Linked DNA regions of Anser cygnoides: region 1 is linked to region 2. The links are chromatin contacts, called in public Hi-C maps. All regions are on one chromosome and are shown on one strand. The core of a region is the stretch at or near the end of the contact, and the rest is flanking DNA. Distances in the headings are between cores, read along the strand shown. Region 1 holds the start of SLC39A9 (solute carrier family 39 member 9). Region 2 holds the start of DCAF5 (DDB1 and CUL4 associated factor 5).

Evidence for each region. A called contact is a pair of places that touch in the nucleus more often than the background predicts.
Region 1: a Hi-C map of liver shows a contact between it and region 2, with 6 times the contacts expected there. The contact joins the promoter of SLC39A9 here to the promoter of DCAF5 in region 2. A contact is called at or near these places in 3 of 7 Hi-C or Micro-C datasets (granulosa cells and liver).

What each region holds. Positions count from the first base shown.
Region 1 is chr5:29,660,625-29,667,366 of Taihu_goose_T2T_genome, forward strand. SLC39A9 (solute carrier family 39 member 9) reads left to right here and starts at 3,520. Exons shown (of 7, transcript XM_048065227.2): 1 at 3,520-3,812. The coding sequence starts at 3,717. ERH (ERH mRNA splicing and mitosis factor) reads right to left here and starts at 3,385. Exons shown (of 4, transcript XM_066997739.1): 1 at 3,245-3,385. The coding sequence starts at 3,247.
Region 2 is chr5:29,533,038-29,539,829 of Taihu_goose_T2T_genome, forward strand. DCAF5 (DDB1 and CUL4 associated factor 5) reads right to left here and starts at 2,675. Exons shown (of 9, transcript XM_066998566.1): 1 at 2,043-2,675. The coding sequence starts at 2,253. EXD2 (exonuclease 3'-5' domain containing 2) reads left to right here and starts at 2,031. Exons shown (of 10, transcript XM_066998571.1): 1 at 2,031-2,167; 2 at 3,219-3,341.

The DNA.
Region 1 (6,742 bases), core at 2,270-4,769, 130 kb after region 2:
CCAATCAAGGTCACGGACATTTTCCAAATAATACTTCTCATATAAGCTGTGTTATATTTTTGCTTCCAATCAGTCCTATCAATTCTCACAAACTTTTACAAATGTGTAATGTAAAATCATCAGTAAAGCAGCTATTGTGTTGAAGAAATCAAACACGAAAATTGTAGTTTCTGCTTAAACAGAAAAGCAAGGCGATGCAGTCAACGTATAGAAGCTATCCCATTGTGCATTTACTTATTGTATTCCAGAGGCAAGCTGTTAGTATGAATTAAGTACCCTAGCTAGAAAGCAAAGATGGAGTCCAAATTAGCATCCCTGTCAGTCTCACCTTAAAGATTCAAACACAAAGAGCTATTTTGAGTTATTCAGCTTCAAGGTAACAAAAATTCTTTAACAAATCTGCACTTGGTATTCAAGATTATTTCCTGCAAATCAGATGTGCTGATTATTTTTTTAACACTTCAGCAAGCCTACTGAAAGGGTAATTATGGCACAGATAACTGTTCCAAATGTCAGCCTGTAAACTTGCTCTTCTGCAGGGAAGGCTTTGATGATTGTACGGTCTGTGGCTTGCATTATTTCTGTAATATTTTTCACTTGGATGCAGCAAGTAATTTAAACAAACAAGATTTTAAGTGTACACAGCCTGTGACCTAATTAACAGGTTACACATCATAGGAAGCTTGCAAGCACCCTAGAAAACAGCATTTCCCGTGCTGCTAATTTAACCCAGCACTTTCAGTGCTAATATATAAAGTGAGCACTCAACTTGTAAAACTCATGCAGGGAACTGCAGAGTAAGACACACTGGAAACAAATACCAAAATGCATTATCAGGCTTCATTTAGGTAGCTGCTGATAACCCACGCTTTGGACAGAACAGTTAAAAGGTACCACTTCAGTGCTCAAATGCGGTGATAGAAAAATGGCAAAGAATTTATAAGAAAATGGTCCAAATTTTTATACCACGATCGACCTGGAATACGGTTTCAGCTTTTTAAATTCATAACGTGGTAGAAGGAGATTTGGAGGAGCTCAGAAGAAAAGTTCCATAAAGAAGCAGTAGCAGTAAGACTTTTCCCCTCCCAGAAATGAAGGAGGAGAACGCAGAGCTTTGTGCTATAATGAAAATCATACAAAGGAGACCACATCTGCTAAGACTGCTTCCCTGCACACCGGAGGACGCTAGATGTGAACGGGATGCCCCCAGGGCCGCTGGTATCCAGCTGCTCCTAAGTGTGCTGCACTGTCCCAGGCACGCCTCGCCAGGGAGTCAAAGGGCTGCCAAATCCATTCACAACTACTTCCAGCAGTACCCTTTGTATTTGGTTGTGACCAGGCTCGCTTCCAGGACTTGGAACTCTGATCTCCCAGGAGCATCCGAGTAAGAAACCCTTCTTAAAAAAAATGGGGTCTGTCAGCCAGTTCAGTGTGTTCTATAAAAGCTTGCGTGTTTTAGCAGCAGAACGCCCTGCAAACTGCAATTGTGGTCTTTGTACTTTCAAACTCAACTTTAACGTTAGAAGAAAAAAGTTGGGTTTATTTGGCAAAACCTAAGAAAGTATAGATAAAACTGTACTGCCTAGGAGATGAGCAACTTTATCATAGTTAAGTGAATTCTGTATCCAGTCTTTCAGTGTCCTGGTGGGGAAGAACTTTAAGCTTTCCAGCCTCAAAATACCCCTCCCAGTCTTTGACTGTTAAATCAACATATTTAGTCTGACACTATCCCAATACTCAGACTACAGGAAAAAAGTATCAGTGAGCCAGACATACAAGCCAGTTCTTTCAGAACTTCAGGTTAGAATTTATTTGAGCTTCTGACTGGAAACCATTTTTCTCTTTGCAAACTTTTCAATATCCATATCAGCCTGGAAATTATTCATTCCCTTGTACAAAAAAAGGGCATAATTCAGCTTTTCTAAAAGCAACACCAATAGATCGTGAGCCTCTAACAATAATTACTACAATAACATCAAAAAACAAGTCCAAATTGTTGCTAGTATTTCTTTTGATCCTGTTACTGCCACTTAAATTTCTCCTTCTAACAAGTATTAATGTCTCAGCTTCTGCTAAAAGCTCTGAAGTAAAGCAAACAATAAAAGAATCAATTCCTTCGTGTTTATATTGTACAAATTAGCTTTTAAGATCTTTGTCCACCTTAGCTGGTCTACCAAAATTACTGCCATTGGGATCAATTGTACTGCAGTATCAATGCATTACATCTTAAGTGTTTCTTTAAGAACTTCCTGTTATTTTACCTTACGACAAAAAAAAAACCCTAAAAAAACTAATTTAGCTTGATTTGGTAAAATTGCTCCTCCTCTCCCACCACAGATGTGACAAGTTCATAAACCTGAGAGGTTTTTTCAAACTTTTACCTGCCCCCCCCCGAATATGTGCCTAGGGACAAAGATCGGTGTAAATAAAAACTGTTTGGTTTTTCCATGAGTATAAATCTCAGTGTTAGAAAACCAAAACAGAGGAAGATACTGAAAATGTCACGCCATAGGAATAGGTAATGTGGAAGAGTGCAGTACGGGCTCTTTATTGTGTTGCATTGTTTCGTGTTCTTGTGTTTTCTTTTAGCGGGAATTGTACTGGCTGTTGTTAAATAAGACCCCAAACTGGTTTATATTACTCCAATTTTCAACTGCCAGAGCGCCCTTTAGAAAGCTCTCCAAGTACAAAATTGCAGACATAACCCCGTAAAAGCGGTTGAGGCAGCACTGGCACCCCAACGAGCAGGAGCCAGGCAGCATCTGCCCGAAGAGCATTTTGCCAATTGCGAAGCCTAGACGAAAACAAACTGGGGGGAAGGAAAAAAGAGAGAAGAAGGAGGTACGGGGAGAGCAGCAAGACGCCTGGCGAAGCGAGGCAGCACACCGCACGCTTAGGGGCCTTCCAGCTCCTCAAGCTAGGCAGGAGGAGTTGATTTCGGCGACTTTTTCCCCTCCTTCGGGCAGCAGAAGCCAAACTCCTGACCGCAGCCAGGCCGAGGCGGGCCTCTCCCCCCAGCCCCGGGGCACCGAGGGGCTCCGGCGCACCCCCCTCACGGAGGCGACCCCCGGGCCCGCACCCCCGGACCAGGCCCGAGCCCCCGCTCGCGGCCTCCCCCCGCCACGTGCTGCCGGGCCGGGTCCCCCCGCGGCCTTGCCGTCCCCCTCTGCCTCCCCCCGCCCTCCCCGGTGCCGGTGCGGCCAGGCCGAGCCCCCCCCCAGAGCCCCCCGCGCCCCCCGCTCACCATCGCGGCTCCCGCTCCTCAGCTCCGCCGCCTCCGACCGCCAGGCGCCCGCCGATCCCCCACAACCCCCCGCGGCCGACCAGCGAGAGGAAGGGCTAGAGCGCCCCCCCGCGCACGCGCGCCCTCTGAAGCCGAAGCGCTGAGGGCGGCGGGTGGAAGCCTAGCGGGACGCGTTGGAGGAGCGGGGGGGGGGGGGAGGGAAGCGGGCTGCGCCGCCATCTTTGATAAGGGAGCCGCGCTTTCCCGCCTCCGGGTGGCGGGCGGCCGCCATCTTGGAGCCGGGAAGGCCCGGAAGGGGAAGCGCCGCGGTGCCGCTCGGTGAGGGGGCGGCTGAGGGGGAGCCGCTGAGGGGGCAGCCATGGGCCGGGGCCGCGCCTGGGCCCTGGGCGTCCGCACGGGCTGAGGTGAGGTGAGGCGAGGTGAGGCGGGGCTGGGGCGGGCAGCTCGCCGCCGGACCTCGCCGCCAGGCGCCATGGATGACTTCCCTGCCATCTGCCTGCTGTCCCTCGCCATGCTGGTGGCCTGCTATGTGGCGGGCATCATCCCCCTGGCCGTCAACTTCTCCGAGGTGAGGGGGCAGCGCGAGGCGCGGTGCGCTTGTGCTCGTTGGAAACCCGCACGGAGGCCGGGTGAGGGAGCCGAAGCCCGTCGGAGCGCTCCGGCCCCAGGCGGAGCAGAGGCTGAGGCGCGTAGCGGGCAGGGGCGGCGGGAGCCGGGCTTGGTGCTCCTTGCGAGTTTCTGTCAGAAATGCCTGGAGTCCCGGCTTAACTTCTACTGCGCGCCTCAAAGGAGGGCGGCTGTGCGCAGTTCTGCTGCCTCCGGCTGTGTTTCGTGTTGTTCGGAGGTGGTGTTCTTGCCCCGTGTTTGTGTAGGTTATACCCGTTTGTATGGTTGGATCAGGCAGTCCGTGTCTGTTTTGGGACTCCCGGCAGCTGCCGGAATACAGGTCGGTGGGAATCCAGAAACGTGGCACTCGGCATCAACAGCAGTCACACACTTGCCAGCCTTCTGCGTAGGCAGTGCTTTACCAGCAGCACACACGTGTACAAACGAGTTTATCGTGGGCTCATCAACTCTCGGAAATCCTCGATTCGATTTTACACTTGCCGTAAACTTGCTGCTTTAAGGATCTGTCTGCTTTGCTGGTTTAACAACAGAACTGTATCTGTGGAAATGATTTATGTGCGAACACCGGTCCTGGAAGTGTCTGATGAGAAGTTACAATCGCTTTATTTAAAACGGTTGCTTAGGCCCCCTGCTACATGGGTAATTTAAAATCGAAATGGCTGTTTGGGCTGTGCGTTATGTGGTTTGCAAAAAGCTTCATAGGTGGTAATAGAGAAAAATGCCTCCTCCCCCTGGGTACTTATCATGGTTAAGTAGAAAGCAAATTAATGCTGTACATAATAAATCCAGATGATGGAGAACAATAAAATTATTCATTAATTAATGCATTTCTTCAGATGAGTTTAATTGTGGACCTGATGTTTGTTTTGATTTCATATTTGTTTCTATTCTTTTAATTACACTTGAATATTCTTGAAAGTCTGAAGCTCCAATAAAGCCTGGTATAGCTAAACATTAGTGGTAAAAAGATACAGATGAACAGCTCTTTGCTTTATTTCTGCAGGCAGATGCACATTTTCAGTTTAATCCCGATTTACATGAAGTACTCTAGAAGACTGACCTTGGGCCAGAAACCACACTCTACCAGTACTTGAGGCTCTCTGAAGTTGTAGCCTAAATGCTCAAAACAAAAAAAAAAGTTGTTCAGGTAGTTTGAATCTTTTCCTTGGGTAATAAAGACTCACAGTGTTGACTGGAATGGGACTGTTTACTTTTTGCTAGGTCCAAGTAAGAGCTTCAATGACGTGAAGATTTAAACGAAGAAATAACTGAGCTGTGGAACAGCTCGGTGTTTTGAGGAATTTAGGTTTTTCCCTGTACATTTTTTAACAGCATTTACTCTGCTGCTGCTCTTAAGAAGAGACACACAAGTGGGTTTTGGAACCGAAATAGTTTGATTTCCTGGATGCCTGTCTGGATAAGCTGCAGTTATTAGGTAGCTGTATTCACCGTTTTGAAGTATTTCATATTGAAAAAGAAATGCAGACTTCTCTTGAAATAGTAACTTGTTAGTGTTTATTATTTTCATGCATTTTTAAAATTCACAGATGTCCAAATTCAAGCAGTACTCTGTATTTGAAGTAGTACTTGAGATGTTTTTTGGCAAACACACACACACACAGCGTAAGAGAGAATATAGTGCTGCAGTGTAAAACCATTTTGTTTTCATTCTGAAACATCATATTTTGGCAAAGCTACTTTGGGAACAGTGGGTGTGGAAGATAATCTTTTCATCTAGATTGCCACTGTTTAATGATTTATCAACTGTAATTGTCATACATGCAACCGTACCATGCATGTTGATGGAAACTTTACATCTCTTGCATATTAGTACTCACATTTTCCCTGGTGATGCTGTAATTGTTTCCCTATGGTCCCACGTGGCTTGCTTTCAGAAAGCCCGTTGTGCTGTCAAGAGCCTCCTATTTCTTCTATGCCAACATCACCTGTGCAGGCGAGATAAGCGGTGCCTGTCCTTGCGGCGTGTGAGAGGGCAGGTGGCACGACGTGTCTGTGCTACGAGTGGTTTCACAATGTTTGAGCACAGACCTTTGTCTCCAGGGCTCTGGTAGCTAACGTTGCTATTTGGTGGCACGCAGTCCTCTTGTGCGTGGAAGGTGATGGCTCTGCCACAAAACAGGTGATACCCAGTTGTTACGAGGATCCAGTTTTGCGTGGTTACTGTATGCACTGTGTTACAGACTAGCTCAGGAGTGACCTCTGCAAGTTGTCATATTTTGAAGTCTAGCAGACGATGCCTATATAATTGCATTTTCAGCACGTGACTTTGACTCTAGCCTGTCAGTGTTGTGGTCACAGGGAAGCAAAAAGTATAATGAACTGTTCTTATATTGGTAAAACAGAATTCAGTCAAACAGTACCGCAGTTGAGAGAGGGGCAGCATCCCTGGCTTTTTGGTTTTGTTTGGTCCAAAATTAGAATATAACTAGGAAAACAGTCGTTACTTATGGTGTCAAATGTCTACCTACCCATTGTGGTATTTTTTTAAGCATGTAGAAACTTTTCCTGGAGTATAAACTAAACTACTTTTGTTTACTGTACTTTAAAAGCATTAAGTTTATGTAATTTTCGTAAAGATTTAATTACAAATTTGCAAAACCAACCAACTGGCATGTATTTTAAAAGCTCTCTTTGCAGTGGGGACAAGGGATGGCTGTGGTTTGTAATTCTGTGTTATACTTGCTGCATAAAACTTCATTTGATGCCTTTTTGAATACATGGAACACATCATCAGATCTTTCAAATACACAAAAGTACACTTCTCTTTAACTATTTTTTATTCACAACTGTGTTTTTTTAAAAAATAAACTCTCTTCTTCAGTGATACCCTATTAAATACAATGCCATTAA
Region 2 (6,792 bases), core at 1,425-3,924:
TTTTTTTCTACTTCTACCTAAAGAATGGATGTCAACGTAGGCAAGTGCATCAGTGATGTGACAAGACCCAAAACACCTCCTAGGGCTTTCCTGAGCAAGAAGAACAGGAAATTCTGATGGTGTTTCCATCGCTGATGATGAAAAATAAAGAAAACCAACGCGAGATGCACTTGAGCCCTCAGTAGCACTTCGGAAGTAGAACACATAGCTCTGCCTGCTTCTGGAGAAGGACTGGTACAAAGCAGGATGCCGGAGAACACCTGAGAACTCCAGAACAGATGCACCAGCCCTCCCCCAACACACAACCATGTGTGTATATGCACGTGGATGTATATCCGCAAGACAAATGGATGTGTACCTTGCAAGCTGTGTGTGCAGAGATGTAAGAACCCCTGACAGCAAAGCTACAATCCTCCAGGGACACTTCTTCAAAACCAGAAAGTTATAATTAGGAAGGTCTCGGCGTATCAGCTTCCGCTCTAGAAGAGTATGATTTGGTGGTTTTATTCCACCCTGGCTTTAAAAATAAATAACCGAACAGCCATAACAACTTTTTTTTTTTTTTAAACCAAAGCCCCGCGTTATTTGTGGAGCTATCGCCGCCGCCGTGCCCCAGCAGCCGGGGCGCCCAGGCACGGCGCAGCCCCCCCGCTGCCTGCAGCCCCCCGCTGCCAGCAGCCCCGGGCGCTGAGCGAGGCCATGGCCCCAGCGCCGCTCCCAACACAGCTGCCGAGGCCTCACGCCCCGGGGCCGGGCGATGCCCCGGGGGCCTCCCCGGCGGGGATCGGGCTCTCCCGGGGAGGCAGGCAGGCAGGCAGGCAGGGAGCTTCTCCTCCCGCCCCCTTCCCCCGAGGCCCACGGCCTCCCCCCGCGGCCTGCCGCGGGCGCAGCGGCCCGGCCGGCGCCCCGCGGGGCTCTGCCCGCTCAGCAGCGGGGTCCCCGGGCCGGGCAGGAGGGCAGGGGAGCACGGCGGCCCCCCGAGGGCCTCGCCGAGGCCGGGCTGCGCCCTCGGTCCCCCGGCCCGTCGCTCCGAGCAGCCCGGGGGGAGCGCGGCCTGCAGCGCCCGGCCAGGCCCCGGCCTCAAGTTGCCTCCTTTCCCCGGCGAGCCCGGGGGCGGGGAAGGAGGCAGAGGCACCTGCGCCAAACGCTGCTGGGGAGGGAGACGGGGGGGGAGGCGGGCAGCCGGCTGCCGGGCCCCGCGGCCCCTCCCGGCGGGGGGGAGAGGCTCGGCACCCCTTTCCCCCCCTCCTCGGTGTCGCAGCCCGTGTCGAGCCCCTGCCTCCCTGCTACCTGACAGCATCCCCTCCTCCCCCCGGCCTCCCCCTGCCCCAGGCAGGCAGCAGCGGGGAGCCTTAACCCCCCCCCCCCCCCCCAACCCCATCACCGCGGAAATAATCCCCCTCTCTTCCCCCAAAGCATCCTGCTAGGGGAGGAAGGGGGAGAGGAGGAACAAAACACTCCCCCTCCTCCTCTCCCCCCCCGAAGCGGGGTGCCCAGCCCCCCGGGACACGCCGCCCCCCCCCCCCCCCGGTGCCCCCGGCCGGGCTGAGCCCCCCCCGCTGACCCCGCTGCGGGCGGGCGGGCGCTGACAAATGTCACTCGGCTCCCACGATTAGCCCCGCAGTTTTGTTTCCCCTCCCCGAATAGAATACCCCCCCCTTTTTTTTCTAAAAAAAAAAAAAAAAAAGAGGGGAGGCAAAACAAATGATCCAGCAAATAAAAGGGCACCCCCGGCTTCCCCCCTCCCCAACCCCGGCGTCCTGGAAACACTCGCGTAGAAACTTTGTCCGGGGCTCCCCACCACCAGCAGCAGTCACGGCAGAATTTAAAACCTGTCAACCATTTTAGATCTCCACTTGGGGGAACATTAATCCCGGCCCGGGGCTGCTCGGAGGCACGGCGGCGGGTGCCGCCGCGGCTCCCCCCGGGCCGCGGGGGAGGCGGCCGAGGAGGAGGAGGAAGAGGAGGAGAAGGAGGATGCTTTCTGGGGAGGGGGCGGCGAGGGGGGGGGGGGGGTGAGGGCCGGGGAGCGCTCGCTTTACCTGAGACCAGCCACTGGCCTCCATTGTTGGAGAATTCAATGGCATTGACACAGCCGAAGTGGCCCAGGAGGTCCTTCTTGTAGAGGTTCCTGCAGCCCCGCAGGCGTCGCCGCTGGAAGTCCTGGGTGAGCAGGGGGTCCCCCTCCAAGCCCCGCTGGGACAGGAACCCCACCACGGACCGCATGCTGCCCCCCCGGCCTCGCCTCTTCATGCTGCCGCCTGCGCCGCTCCCCGCCGCTCCTTCCCCCGCCGCCCCTTCCCCCGCCGCCGCCTCCCCTCCCCCGCTTCCCCCCTTGTTATGGTTATGATGATTTTTCTTTAGCCAGCCATGGCAGAGAGGTGTTAGACACTCCGCCGCTTCCTGATCCCGCTGGCTCCTCCCCGCTCCCCTCAGCAGCTGATCCTCAGCTGCAGCCCGCGCCTCCCCGCCGCTCCCGGCCCGGCTCTAACGTCGCGCCGCCGCTTTTTAACTCGCTCCTGTAACAGCGGAGCGGGGAAATTCGTAGTCCCCTGGCCCGGCCCGGCTCAGCCCTGCCCTGCCCGGCTCGGTTCGGCCCTTCCCGGCTCGACCCGCCCCGGCTCAGCCCAGCACTCCTCGCCGCCAACGCTGGGCAGCAGGCAGGTGCTGCCGCGGGTGGGCACCGTCCCCTGACTCGCTCGTCGCGGCGCTTCTCTCCCCCCACCCCCTTTTTTTTTTTTTATTATTTTTTATTATAATTCCCTTCCGGAAAGCCGCCCCGACTGAGCTAAAAGGAAAGGGGCCACCCCAGCGCGGAAGCTGGAGGGGGCGTGGGGGAAAAGTGCCCCCCCCCCGGTGTTGGGTTTTGTCGTCTGTGAGCGTTGGGCGATTTCTGTGGCGTTTCCAAAGAGCGTGCGGTGAGGGGTGTGTTGGGTTTGAGACGGTGTCTGCGGGGCTCGCTGAGGTGTTGCCGCTCGCTCCCTCCTGCTCCTGGCTGACCAGAGGATGGGTGCCCCTCCTGAGGGGAGCGGGGCTCCCAGGGCTTTGCCACAGAGGAAGCACAGGCGAGTCTCGTTCTCTTCAGCAACGACAAAACGCTGAAAGGCAGGCGGTTAAACAGGTGAAACTAATCTGTTGTACTTCACTGCGTCATGACACCCTCACCTCTGTGTTACTGAGGGGGGGAAAAAAAAACATTTTTTTTTTTTCTTTCACAGGACTGAGTCTGCCATGTGTAATACCTGACGCTGTGTGAGGACAACAGCAGTGCTGCTTGGAGTGTAACTGCTGTGAGGTGCGGCCCACAGTCCTGCTTTGCAATGTACAACCATGCACACGAGGTGAGTATTCCCAGACATGTGGCTTGAAATTCCCAGGTCTGTATTTCCCCACAGGTGCAGGAGAACCAGAGCCAGTACCTATGGAAACTACAATTTTAGGAATGTGAGGAATTAGTCCGGTAGTTCTGGCCTTCCTTATGCAGAGCTGCACCTGCTGAGAATTAGGTGTCCCCAGACAAACAAAACCCTTCCTGACATTAACTATGGTGTGGCAGCATCACTGGGTACTGCTAGACCGCTGCCATGTTTCAGGGATGGCTTTTCAGCAGAAATTAAAATGATTTCAGTATAGGAAGTCAGTTGAGTGTTTTGGTAGTCTTCGCTAAGACTTACAGAAAGAACGCAAAATCCTATAAACCATACTTTTTAGTTGACAATGTTATAGCCTTACTTCTAATAAAATAACAAACTATCTTAGTGGAATTTTAAAAAATCAGTGAACATTTCTCATATTTCAGCTTTTTACACGTTTCTATATGTGGTATCAATAGGTGTAAATACTGGAACTTAAAAGATAATTAAAGGTACAATAATAATTTGAGAGAAATATCCAGACACAGTCCACTAACAGTTTTCTGTTGGAATGATAATTAACAATGTTAACACTAAAGCAAAAGCCAGGAACACTTAGTCTTTCCTGCATCTGAGCTGTACAAAGATTTTGCTCTAGTTAGAGCTGTCGATAGCCAGCTTTTGCAATGTAACGTGTCTAGCAAGCCTTGGTATAGACAGGCAAAGGCCCTGTCAGTTATGATTTGTGTTTATTACCTTAGCTTCAGAAACAGGTAAATTGTACTGGTATAAATCGTACTTTATAGCTCTTTGGCTTGCATGCTAAAAGATTCTATGGCATTGTGATTACATCAGAAATTGACGCTCACTTTTAAATTCCCAGCATAGATTAGCGATATTATATTTTTCTACCTATAGATTTCAAACTGACTCTATCAGTTTGTACTCTGTTCTCTCCCTTATAGTCTTCATACAGCTTGCATCCCTACAAGATCCAAGAGCCTTCCAGAAATACATTACGTAATGTGACTGTCACTTCTGTCACATGTGGTTCATTTTTTCTCCTTTCCTAAAGTATTGCTTAGGTTGGATATTTTTGTTTTTATACTGAAACAAATAGGTGTAGGAATGTTTTCTTTGAAATGTGACATAATAAAATCGCTGAAGCTCTTTCTCCATGTGCTGGATCCAGTCTCTAGGAAAGATGTGTACTTACATGAACAAATATAAATAAACAATTTTTTTTCCTAAAACCACGGTGCTAGGATTTTCAAGAAAGGCTTAACTGATATATTTTCTTTTTTAAATCACATTTGTCAGCAGTCAGAAAGAAGATGTCATGTTGTCAGAACTCGAGAGAAAAATAATAGCAGACTGCCAAGCTTTTCTGTGAAATGCAATGTTCTTTCCCATATCCATATAGGTTAAAAATGTACTGGTAAGCATTTTTTGCTCTCCAACTCCTTTGTTTGAATTAATTTTGAAAATATTTAACACCTAAGAAATTCATCGTGACCTGTACTGCTAACATTTTCCTCTGAAAATAACATGTTGCTGCGTTAATGCCTGAATGCTGTAGTCTCATCAGAACACATACAACGATAGGTCTGAGTCATGCTGGAGTAGCACCAATGAAGCATCTTTTTCTAGCTTCATAGGAAACTTCTGCAGCTTGGAGTGGAATTAAGCCTGGACAGTACCTAGTCAAACCAATTCAACTTCTAAAATTCCTATTTTGTGGGACATGTTAGCGCAAAGGGTGCTGTGCTGCAGCTGTTTGAGCATCATGGGCCAAGCTGGCCTGAGTCTGGCTAGACTGTAGACTGGGCAGGGTACCTCAAGGTCTGTTTGTACCCACTGCTTGAGCAGCTTAATTCTGTAGCATGTTACAGTCTCCTGCATGCCTCAAAAGCAGCGTGAAACAAAGCACAAAAATGTTTTGACTAATTTTAACAAGTAGACAATAGAAAGGGAGGATTCAACTGAAAAGGAAAGGGGAGATAATGAACAGGGAGATGGCTTTCTGTGGAGGAAAATGCAGATAAGTAAATAATGTTTGTTGCAATACAGAACAAGGAACTATCAGAATGCTTCAAACAGAGAAGTGATGTGGTCAGAGTAATGATCTACATAAACAGCCTTGGGTTGTGGTTTCAGGGTTGCTAATTCTAAGCCTGTATGCAACCAGATATCCCACTGCTACTAAAATAATCTGGATCAGGTATGGCCATGCTGTCACATTGCTCTCACATCAGCTTGTGCCCATGCTACAGAGTTTTTGTTCTCCCTCTGGAAGGGCTGACAATACCTGATCTGCTTTTAATGTCTGCTTGTACAAAATTATCCCATCAACATTTTGTTCTGACCAAATTTGAATTGGCAGAATGAGTTAAAATTGCATTAGTGGTTTCCATCTGATGGTTGTGGCACACTTGATCGTTAAAAGGAGGACTACAGTCAGCTTTCCTGTACTGTCAGCTCATGGTATTCACAGCAGTTAAAGGCTGCGGGGTTGTGAGTCGCATTGGTCAGTGCTGGAGGGAAAGGTGTTGGGGCAGTCTAGGTATGGAAGCAAAAGACCTAAACAAGGGATCCAAGAATGGATCAAAGGACTTTGTCTAAAAGATGCCTCATAGCAGAAGTCTAAATTTAGACATACCCTGGGCACTTGTGTCTACAGAGAGGTCTCAGTCAGAACTGATAGTTGACGTGGAAGCTTGAGCGGCAGGTAGACCAGTGATGTTATCCATAGGTATGCACAAAGAAGATGAGAGGACTTGTAGGTAAGAGAAAGAGCCATGTTCTAGCTTTGCTGAGCTTTAGCTTCCTGCTAGTCATCCACAGAAAAGAGAAGGCTATGATTTGAGTTTGGATAGAGGAAGATAGCTCTGGGGAAAGGAGCAGATCTGTAAATCATCAGCGCAGAGATGGTAGTTGTGTTTGTATTTCAGATGAGATAACTGAGAGATAACGTGGGAGGATAAAAGCAGAAGACCAAGGATACAGCTCTGTGACACAGCATGAGGAGAATCTGCCAAAGAACACTTGGAAGAAAGGCCTAAATAGTAAAAGGAGGAGATTTTAAGTGAAGCGTGGTTGATTGTGTCAAGTCAAAGACAATGAGGTTTAAATACATTTTTCTGAGCACTGTTGAGCCTTTGAATGGCTTGGGTTGATCCAAAGTGGAAATAGAAAAGAGATTTGGACACCGATACTCAAATATCTATGGGGTTAGTCTACAGGTGCAACAGAGACAAGGCAGCCATTAGAGAAGGAGGTGGGTCTGGGTCAAGGCTTTTATTTATTTATAACACACTTGATTTTTTGAGAAATAGAAGGAAAAGGAGGGTGAGCCAAGAAGATGATGTCATACTTCAGCCATATCTTTTTTTTTCCTTAATAACTCCTCTTGTGTAGTTTATTCTCTCTAGTGGAAATT